3 separate regions of the Sus scrofa genome follow, and all the other regions are linked to region 1. Evidence: chromatin contacts called from public HiChIP or PLAC-seq data. All regions are on one chromosome and are shown on one strand. The core of a region is the stretch at or near the end of the contact, and the rest is flanking DNA. Distances in the headings are between cores, read along the strand shown.

Region 1 (2,700 bases), core at 63-2,562:
TAAGAGATAGGCGTGATTTGGCCCATGGGTTGTCGTTTGCTGACCCCTGATATAGATAATGACACCTTCCTCCAAGATTGGTCATCAGGACTACATACCCTATGTAGAGTGATTAGAACAGTGCCTGGCCTAATGTTAGCTCTCCCACAGAGTAAATTCCCTCATCCTGTGCCTCTGGGATCCCCTTTGCTGCTACTTGTGACCCAAGTTTGAATACCCTTAGAAAAGGGGCTGTGTTTGTCAGCATGGCATCAGATTGTTCTGGAGAGAGAATTTCTGTTTGCATTCTCATTATTTGTGAAAGTACTTTTAAAGCCCTGAGCACAGTAAGAATGCCAATTGTTATTTTTCCTTCCTGGTGTCAGGGCAAGGAGAGGGAAAAGCTTTCTCAACGGAAGTGACCCTTTGACCCAAGGCAGCCTCTTTATTAAATCTTCCTGTAGAAGCTTTGAGAGAAAGCAGAGTTGATTGGGCAGTGTCTTTGCTCCCTTCTGGGTACGTTATCTAAATTGTGATAGAGAAGATCAAGGTACATGTCCAATTTTAGTTTCAGAAAAAATGTAGCACTTTTGAACAATTTCTGTTTACACCTCACCCCAACATAGCAAGATGGAGGAGATTTATAGAAAAGTATCTGTTGCTCTTGAATTAATATCAGGAAACAGAAGCCACTTTATCATTGCTTTAGAGAATAACTTTAAAAATAACATGTGTTAGGAGTCTTATTTTTTAGAAAGTAATATATTTCTCGTCTAGAAAATTTGAAGAATGTAGCGTATATAAGCCAAAATGAAAGTACAAAACAAAAACGAAAAAATCAACTAACCTTTAATCTCTAATGTTGACTTTAGGAATTTTATTCCTCATCTCTTATATCTTTTTAGTTTACAAGATTGTAATCATACCCTGTATTGATAGGTTTACATTTGTAAGCTGCTCTTTTTATAATAGCATTCCCATATTTTGAAAAACCTTTAACGATATCATTTTTAATGGCTGCAGAAATTCCAAACATTGAGATAATACATTTGGTTGCAGGCTCATCTTTTAAGAAAGCCTTTAGGAATTTTTACTCCCACTTAGTACCTTTGTCATATTTGGGAAAATAAAAAAAGAGAGATTAAGATTCAAATCAGTTTGTCTCCTTTTTAAAGTGGCAAAAGGTTTGGTGTAGGAGAATCATCAGACAACAGGATTGTTCTTTCCAGCTGGGTCAGGACTTAAGTGAGGCAGCTGAGTAGCGTCTGATGTGGCAACAGGCTATCAGGATCCCCACATCAGCGGCCAACCTGTTCTGGCTGAGGCAAAGCCCCAGCCACGAGGCTGCATGGTGACAATTCAGGGAGTTGACAGCATCTGCTCATATTGCAGAGTCACCACATGCATGCCCTATCTTGATTAATTGGGTTGTTTCATTTTAGACATTCTCCTGTCATAGAACATTCTGTGCTCCTACAAGCAATAAAGAGTTACCCCAGGGATAACCTCTTCAGAACTAATAAATTTGTAACTCTTAGAGTACTGAATACATCAACCCTTCTCTAATGTTACAAACAATGAATTAATAACATCTAATGTTATAACAGTTGTGATGGTGGGTCTGAAACGTTATATGATTTGTGGCATTCATGAATGACATTAGAATTGGATTTGAGGATTTGTTAAACAGCAAAGTCCAGTGACCTTAATTACTCTAATCTTATCTGACCTAAATGAATGAAATGCTTTTCCAGCATGTAAAATGGTAAGCATTTATAATGTGTAAGCTGCTGGTCTGATTTCTAATATTAAAAACAAAAACAAAACGAGAAATAATGAAACTTAGACTATGCACAAATCTCTAAAAACAATTAAAGGTATTTCAAGTCTGAGCAACATAACATCTCCCAACAATCTTTTCCTAATTTTTAAACAAAAATTGCTTTCTTTCCCTAATTGTAAAAGTTTTACATACCCATCGTGAGAACAGAATATGATAAAAAAACTTAGAAAGAGAAATTAAGAACTACCCATGATCCAACCACTGGATAAAACCAAAGTTATATCTGTGGTTGTTGTTGTTGCCATAGAGATATTTTAATTTACAAATTATGACTACACACACTCACACACACACACACACACACACGAAAGCCAACACATACATATATATGGACATGCATATGATACTCTTATAATGTTATTTTGGCTTATATTCTTCAAAGAGATTTTCTTCTATGCGTATGTACATGGAAATAAATATTTATTCTCCTCATATATAAGAATGGGATCATGTCATACATATTAGTTAATAGCATTCTCTTTTTCATGATAAACAATATGTCCTGAGTTGATATTGTCCCACTTCAGATCACAGGGACTTAATTGCTTTTGTTTCTATTCAGAGCAGCCATCACCTCCATCATCACTTGAGGTGTCTCACTATGCTTTACTATAGAAGACAATATATAGCCTCCCCAGATTCTTCTTTCCTCACTGCGAATGAAGCCTACTGCACAGACCACTGTTAAAGATTACCAACTGCTAATTGAGTGCAAAAGTAGATAATACAAAAACAGCCATTATAGCAGGGTCTGTAAGATTTGATATATGTGGGCCTTCTTGTTTCCCTGGCCAGGAAGTATCTAGGTGGCCTGAAAGGCTTTTGTTTGTCATCTTTAACCCCAGTAGAAATTTCATTAAAACTTCCTCTCACTTAGT
Region 2 (2,700 bases), core at 128-2,627, 350 kb before region 1:
GGGTTCTAATGTCATGGAAACAGCAAAGCCTTATATAAGTGGAAAGTCATCCTCAGTTATTACTCTTTTTATTGTTGTTATTGTTGTTGGAACATTAATTAATTCAGTTCTGTCCTGTGAATTGAACTTTAACCAGGATTAGTTTTTATGACAGTGAAGGACATTGCTCATGAATGAGAGAAAATAAGGATTGAATTGGTTTTCACAAGTCTTTTAAGCTTTGTGCCTGAATATAGCAGAACCCTGTTCTTGCTTTCTTTTTTATTAAATAGTTTATTGTGAAGATTCAAATGGGTCATGAGTCCATAATGTCCCCTAAACAGAACATCTGCTTAAAAATCAGTCTCATATCACATAATCAGCTCACTTAGGATATTGAGCACTATTTGCCGTTTTCAGTACTAACAAAGGATTTTATTAACCTGTAGACAAAAATCTAAATCATTAAATAAAGTAGAACACTGAGTGCTTGTTAAATTGAAGAGCTATACAAAGACAGATAATTATCATAATAGATTGAGGATTTTACATTATAGGAAGATTTGCTCCCTTTAGTTTTTTTTTTTTTTTTTTTTTTAACCCCCAACTATAAGGACTATGATTGTTGCTCACAGTCATGGTGGGTTCAAGACATGTATGATTATGTGTGTGTGTGTGTGTGTGTGTGTGTGTGTGTGTGTGTATTTTTTTCCTTTGGCTGCACCAGCAGCATGCAAAGCTCCCAGGCCAGGGATTGAACCTGCATCACTTCAGTGACAATGCCGATTCCTTAACCACTAGGCCACCAGGGAATTTCATTATTTTTAATGGAAGAGTAAAAGCCCGTGAACCCACGGCCTATCCACAGAACAAAGACATCACTGAAAATATCTACCCATACTGTTAGTTTTAATGGTAAATTAACCTGTATTGCCCTTAATTGGTTGTTTTCGGTATCATTATTATAGTTATAATTTCTTGCAACAAGAAATTATTAGTTACTTGCAACAAGTAACACTTGCAGATACATTTTAAGACTATATTGACTATTAAAATTTATCTCCACAGGCTATATACGCTGCATGCCATAGGACATAAAACTAATACAACCAATGCTGGCTGCTTTTGGTTACTCAGAAATTACCATGCTCTTTGGGGTCCTCTGTTTGCAATCACAATCTCATAGATCTTAATAGAGAATTGTACTCCTAGCAGGTGTCAACATCCCATGTTCCTAGGCCTCCTGACTGTTTAGTTGCAATCTTTAGTTGATTAATTTGCTCACCTATTTATTTATTCAGAGAACACTTGTTGAGAGCCAAGAACTAGGCTTGGCTCTAAGTCAAATGCCAAGTGGCAGAGTTGCGAAGAGGTCATGGTAACGGGAAGTTAATGCCTCTGAGAAAAGCTCTGTTTGGGCAGCAGGGCGAGGGCTGTGCTGTCTGTCCTTGGGAGAGTTAGCGGAGGCCAGAGGAGCTGATTTTTCACATGGGGACTTTTGTATGAAGAGGTGGAAGTTTAAGGCAACAGTGAATAAAGTTACTCTGGTATTAGGAGAACAGGGAAGGAGATTTCTTCAGGCACCTCTTCCTCCTCTGAAAGCCTGCAGGCCTTTTCATTTTACCTGCCAGAGCCAGGGAAAGAAAAAGGACAGAGTTCTTCTGAGATCCCAACCCTTGGCTAGGGTTTATTCTATGCAGATCCTGTTGGAGCTAAATGTAAACAAACAGAAAGGTATCCTTGCACTGTCTGAGAATGTGCAGATATAACGAGCAGCAAGCACATAATTGTGAGAAGCCTTTGTAGTTCCAACATCTTCACCCACCACATAGATACAAAGTGTATTGTAATATAAGAAATATTACAGTGCTATCCCCAAAGTAATTATCTTCTGTCTGTTATACAGCTACTCAATTCTGTGTCTTTTCTATGATGGAAATACAAAATGCATTTGGAAAACCCCCAGAATCAAACACAATACAGTGTCTCCTGAGGTTTCTCCTTCATCTGTTTGCCAGAGATAATGGGGGGAAAGACTAGTGAACAAAGAGTAAAAAAGCATCGTTTGGCTGGGTAGTCTATATAATAATGCCGTAGCAACAATTCTTTGTTTCTTAGAGTAATCGAGTCAAAGGCTTATCATAATATGATTGTGTAGCCGGAGCAGACAGCAGATTTCTGTGGACCTGAGCCTCTCAATTAGATTTCTGTGGCTTAGCCACAGGAAGCCATCAGAGGTTAAAGATTTAATTTTTCTCAGTGGTGTGTCCTGAAGAAAAACGATCAGTTTGTGATTTCCTAACCGCCTCTCTATCTTGTAACATTTTATTTTCTCTGCTTTCTCCTGCCATTGTCATTTTGGTTCTTCATTATTACGATTGTGATGTGACATTATCTTTGTTCTCACTTCCTGGAATTATCCTCTGGTTAGGATAGTTTGCCCTGGGTGCCGGAGATCCATAGCTCGTCTAGACTGGCCTGAAGTCCAGGCATCTCTGGTAGGTACCCATGTTGGGATCAGAAACCATCCCACCTCATGATAAAGAAAGCTATTCACAAGTTCCATTTAAATTTTCTCTCAGCAGATGGGCTTCTCTCATGGAATGTACTGAAAATCATTTTCAGATTTCAAAGAGACCTCTTAGTACTTGGCAGGCAGAGCTAAGACATAGCAAGGCAGTGAGGGTTCTTTTCATGACGAGGCCTTATATTCTCAGGAGT
Region 3 (2,700 bases), core at 95-2,594, 500 kb after region 1:
TCTGGCAAGGTGAAACTTGAAAACACTTTAAGGAAAGTTTTCCCTTCCCTGTTAGAAATTTTTGGTTAAAGTATCCAAATGAAATAAAATGAAATTTTGCCATTTCTCCATTTATTTAATGTATTTAATTTACCCCTCCACCCTCATCTTTGAAGTGAGGTTTTGCTTGGTGCCAACACCAACCACCCCCCCAGGTGCCTATGATTTTTTGCCAGATTTGCAGCAACAAAGTCGCCAAAGAGAATATAGAGTTATTTTTAGAGTAATTCTTGATTAAATGTAATTTAGTAATTCTATGTTGGTCACATGATCGCCTTAACTTCTATCTCCAAATCATGCAATTTTAAGAACGAGAAAATTATTTTAGGAGTGCTCGTTGTGGCTCAGTGGTTAACGAACCCGACTAGTAACCATGAGGTTGCGGGTTCAATGCCCGGCCTTGCTCAGTGGGTTAAGGATCCGGCATTGCTGTGAGCTGTGGTGTAGGTCACAGCCGTGGCTTGGATCTGGTGTCGCTGTGGCATAGGCTGGCAGCTACAGCTCCGATTAGACCCCTAGCCTGGGAACCTCCATATGCCGCTGGTGTGGCCCTAAAAAGACAAAGGACAATAAATAAATAAAAATAAATAAAAAAGAACAGGAATGTACCAAAACATTTAAAAAAAGAGAGAGAGAGAAATTATTTTAGAATGTCTTAGCTAAATCTTACTGCTTCACTGATACAGAATGAAAAACTCAGAGATATAAGTATTTTCCCCAAAGTTCTCCCATCTGTCATTGACAGGTCCGGAACTCATTTCCTTACCTATTGTCTTTTTCTTTTTTTTTTTTTTTCCTACTGTGACACAATGGCTTTTCAGTTGTTTTTCATGTGATAGAGTAACAATCCTGCATAGGTATGGCATTTAATAGTGATTTTTTTAAAAAACAGAAGTCACAGAAAGGATGTGATGTGTTAAAAAAAACCCTAATTTTTAGTTTCTGAAATAGATTACATTCGTGTAATACCCAGAATGAATTGTAAAGTCTAAAATGAAACTCTTCAGTCTTTAAAAGGCTTATGCAAAAAGTGACCAACAGGGGGAAACCTAATACAGCCTTTTGGATTAATTTGCTTAACTTCTAGCCCCTTTTAAAAAATTACCCAAGCTCCTGTTGAAGCCAGCAAAAAACATCTGTTGATTTATTTATAGTCACAATTTCTAAGAAGCATATTCTATAGCAGATGAAAAAGTAGTTGACAGCTCATAATTCAAAAAGTTACTGAGGCCTAATCTAATGGAACAAAATGTACAAAACTCACTCCCGTGGTTCAGGCCCTATCGCTTCCCTTTCACCCGAAGACAGAAGTGGTGTACGAAGCAGAGCATAGATTGTTCTGATGGTTCAGAACAGGCCGCTGTGAGGTGAGGATGCAGAAAGGAGTGGCCTGCCGTGACCAGTGATTGCTTTCACCTCCGGGCCAGCCTCCTCCGGCCCCTGGGTCCTTTCCATTAACAGCATCGCAGGTATTTCCATCCTCATAGGAAACTGGCATTTTTCTAAGCATCCTCTCTTCTCACTGGGAAGTTTGAGCCGGGTGTTACCTACACAATGTCACCAACGTAGTTTCTATCAAGAATCTAAAGTGTGGATGAAAGTGATGAATCCTTCCATATCTGGGTCAAGCTGAACTTTTGACTTGACTTCTTTTCTTGGACCGCTTGTTTTATTTGACATAATAGCCGCTTTTCCTTAGCTGACTTCTAAGCAACTAGAAAAAATACACCCATGCCTCAAATACCACCTCGCTCTATTTTTAGCCCACTTCTGATCACTTTTTGTGGGGAGCATAGTCAGATTTCTCTCTATAATCCATATATATTTTATAGGTTGCTTCTGTCCGTAGGACCTACTATGTATTGTAATTTTTCTTTAAAAAACTACTTTTTTATTTGGTCTGCACAAACAAGTCTCAATCACATAGGACTGTGTATTTTTCTGTAGTTTTTTGAAAATTTAATATGATCCAACTGCTACCCAGCTGACCCATCCAAAATTGTTATCCTGGAGTTCCCGTCGTGGCACAGTGGTTAAGGAATCCGACTAGAAACCATTAGGTTGCGGGTTCAATCCCTGCCCTTGCTCAGTGGGTTAAGGATCCGGCGTTGCTGAGAGCTGTGGTGTAGGTTGCAGACGTGGCTCGGATCCCCTGTTGCTGTGGCTCTGGCCTAGGCCAGCAGCTACAGCTCCGATTCGACTCCTAGCCTGGGAACCTCCATATGCCGAGGGAGCGGCCAAAGAAATGGCAAAAAGACAAAAAAAAAAAAAAAAAAATTGTTATCCTTAAAAAGAAAATCATATCCAGAAGAAGTCCATGGATTTTTTTTAGCTGAGAGGTGAATAGCCTCTTGTTACTAATGATCGTCATTTATTACGAGATGGGAGAATTCATTAGCCAACCAGAAATGCTCAAATTGGTCTGAGGTATCAAAAGTATTGCTCTTTTTTTTTTTTTTTTTTTTTTTCTGACTCTGATTCCTCATGCAATTGTTAATGGTTGTATCTTATATTTATTGTTTATATGGATAGCTTAGTTTTCTATTAGTGATTTTAAAAACTATATTAAAAAATATGATAAAATAGTATCTTCCTTTCTTAATTTTCTTTGTAGGCTGATAGAGAATTTTCTGTTCAGTTATTTTCAGGCCGCTTATCTTT

What was found. HiChIP or PLAC-seq counts read pairs in DNA pulled down with a chosen protein or histone mark.
Region 2: an H3K27ac HiChIP or PLAC-seq map of skeletal muscle shows a contact between it and region 1, with 6 times the contacts expected there. The contact joins two enhancer-like sites. A contact is called at or near these places in 2 of 47 Hi-C or Micro-C datasets (skeletal muscle and subcutaneous adipose tissue) and 2 of 2 datasets of contacts at active chromatin or transcription factors (alveolar macrophages and skeletal muscle).
Region 3: an H3K27ac HiChIP or PLAC-seq map of skeletal muscle shows a contact between it and region 1. The contact joins two enhancer-like sites. A contact is called at or near these places in 1 of 47 Hi-C or Micro-C datasets (heart right ventricle) and 1 of 2 datasets of contacts at active chromatin or transcription factors (skeletal muscle).

The regions. Positions count from the first base shown.
Region 1 is chr16:45,981,974-45,984,673 of Sscrofa11.1, forward strand. No RefSeq gene overlaps it. Among named protein-coding and RNA genes, the nearest start is that of CD180, 400 kb to the left of the region's middle. Within about 2 kb of position 1,313, at least 2 of the 83 cell types and tissues checked have an H3K27ac peak or open chromatin away from gene starts, as enhancers often do. A contact at or near this core is called in skeletal muscle, where this site is marked.
Region 2 is chr16:45,630,319-45,633,018 of Sscrofa11.1, forward strand. No RefSeq gene overlaps it. Among named protein-coding and RNA genes, the nearest start is that of CD180, 44 kb to the left of the region's middle. Within about 2 kb of position 1,378, at least 8 of the 83 cell types and tissues checked have an H3K27ac peak or open chromatin away from gene starts, as enhancers often do. A contact at or near this core is called in skeletal muscle, where this site is marked.
Region 3 is chr16:46,482,502-46,485,201 of Sscrofa11.1, forward strand. All of the region lies in intron 2 of PIK3R1 (phosphatidylinositol 3-kinase regulatory subunit alpha), which reads left to right. Among named protein-coding and RNA genes, the nearest start is that of PIK3R1, 49 kb to the left of the region's middle. Within about 2 kb of position 1,345, at least 9 of the 83 cell types and tissues checked have an H3K27ac peak or open chromatin away from gene starts, as enhancers often do. A contact at or near this core is called in skeletal muscle, where this site is marked.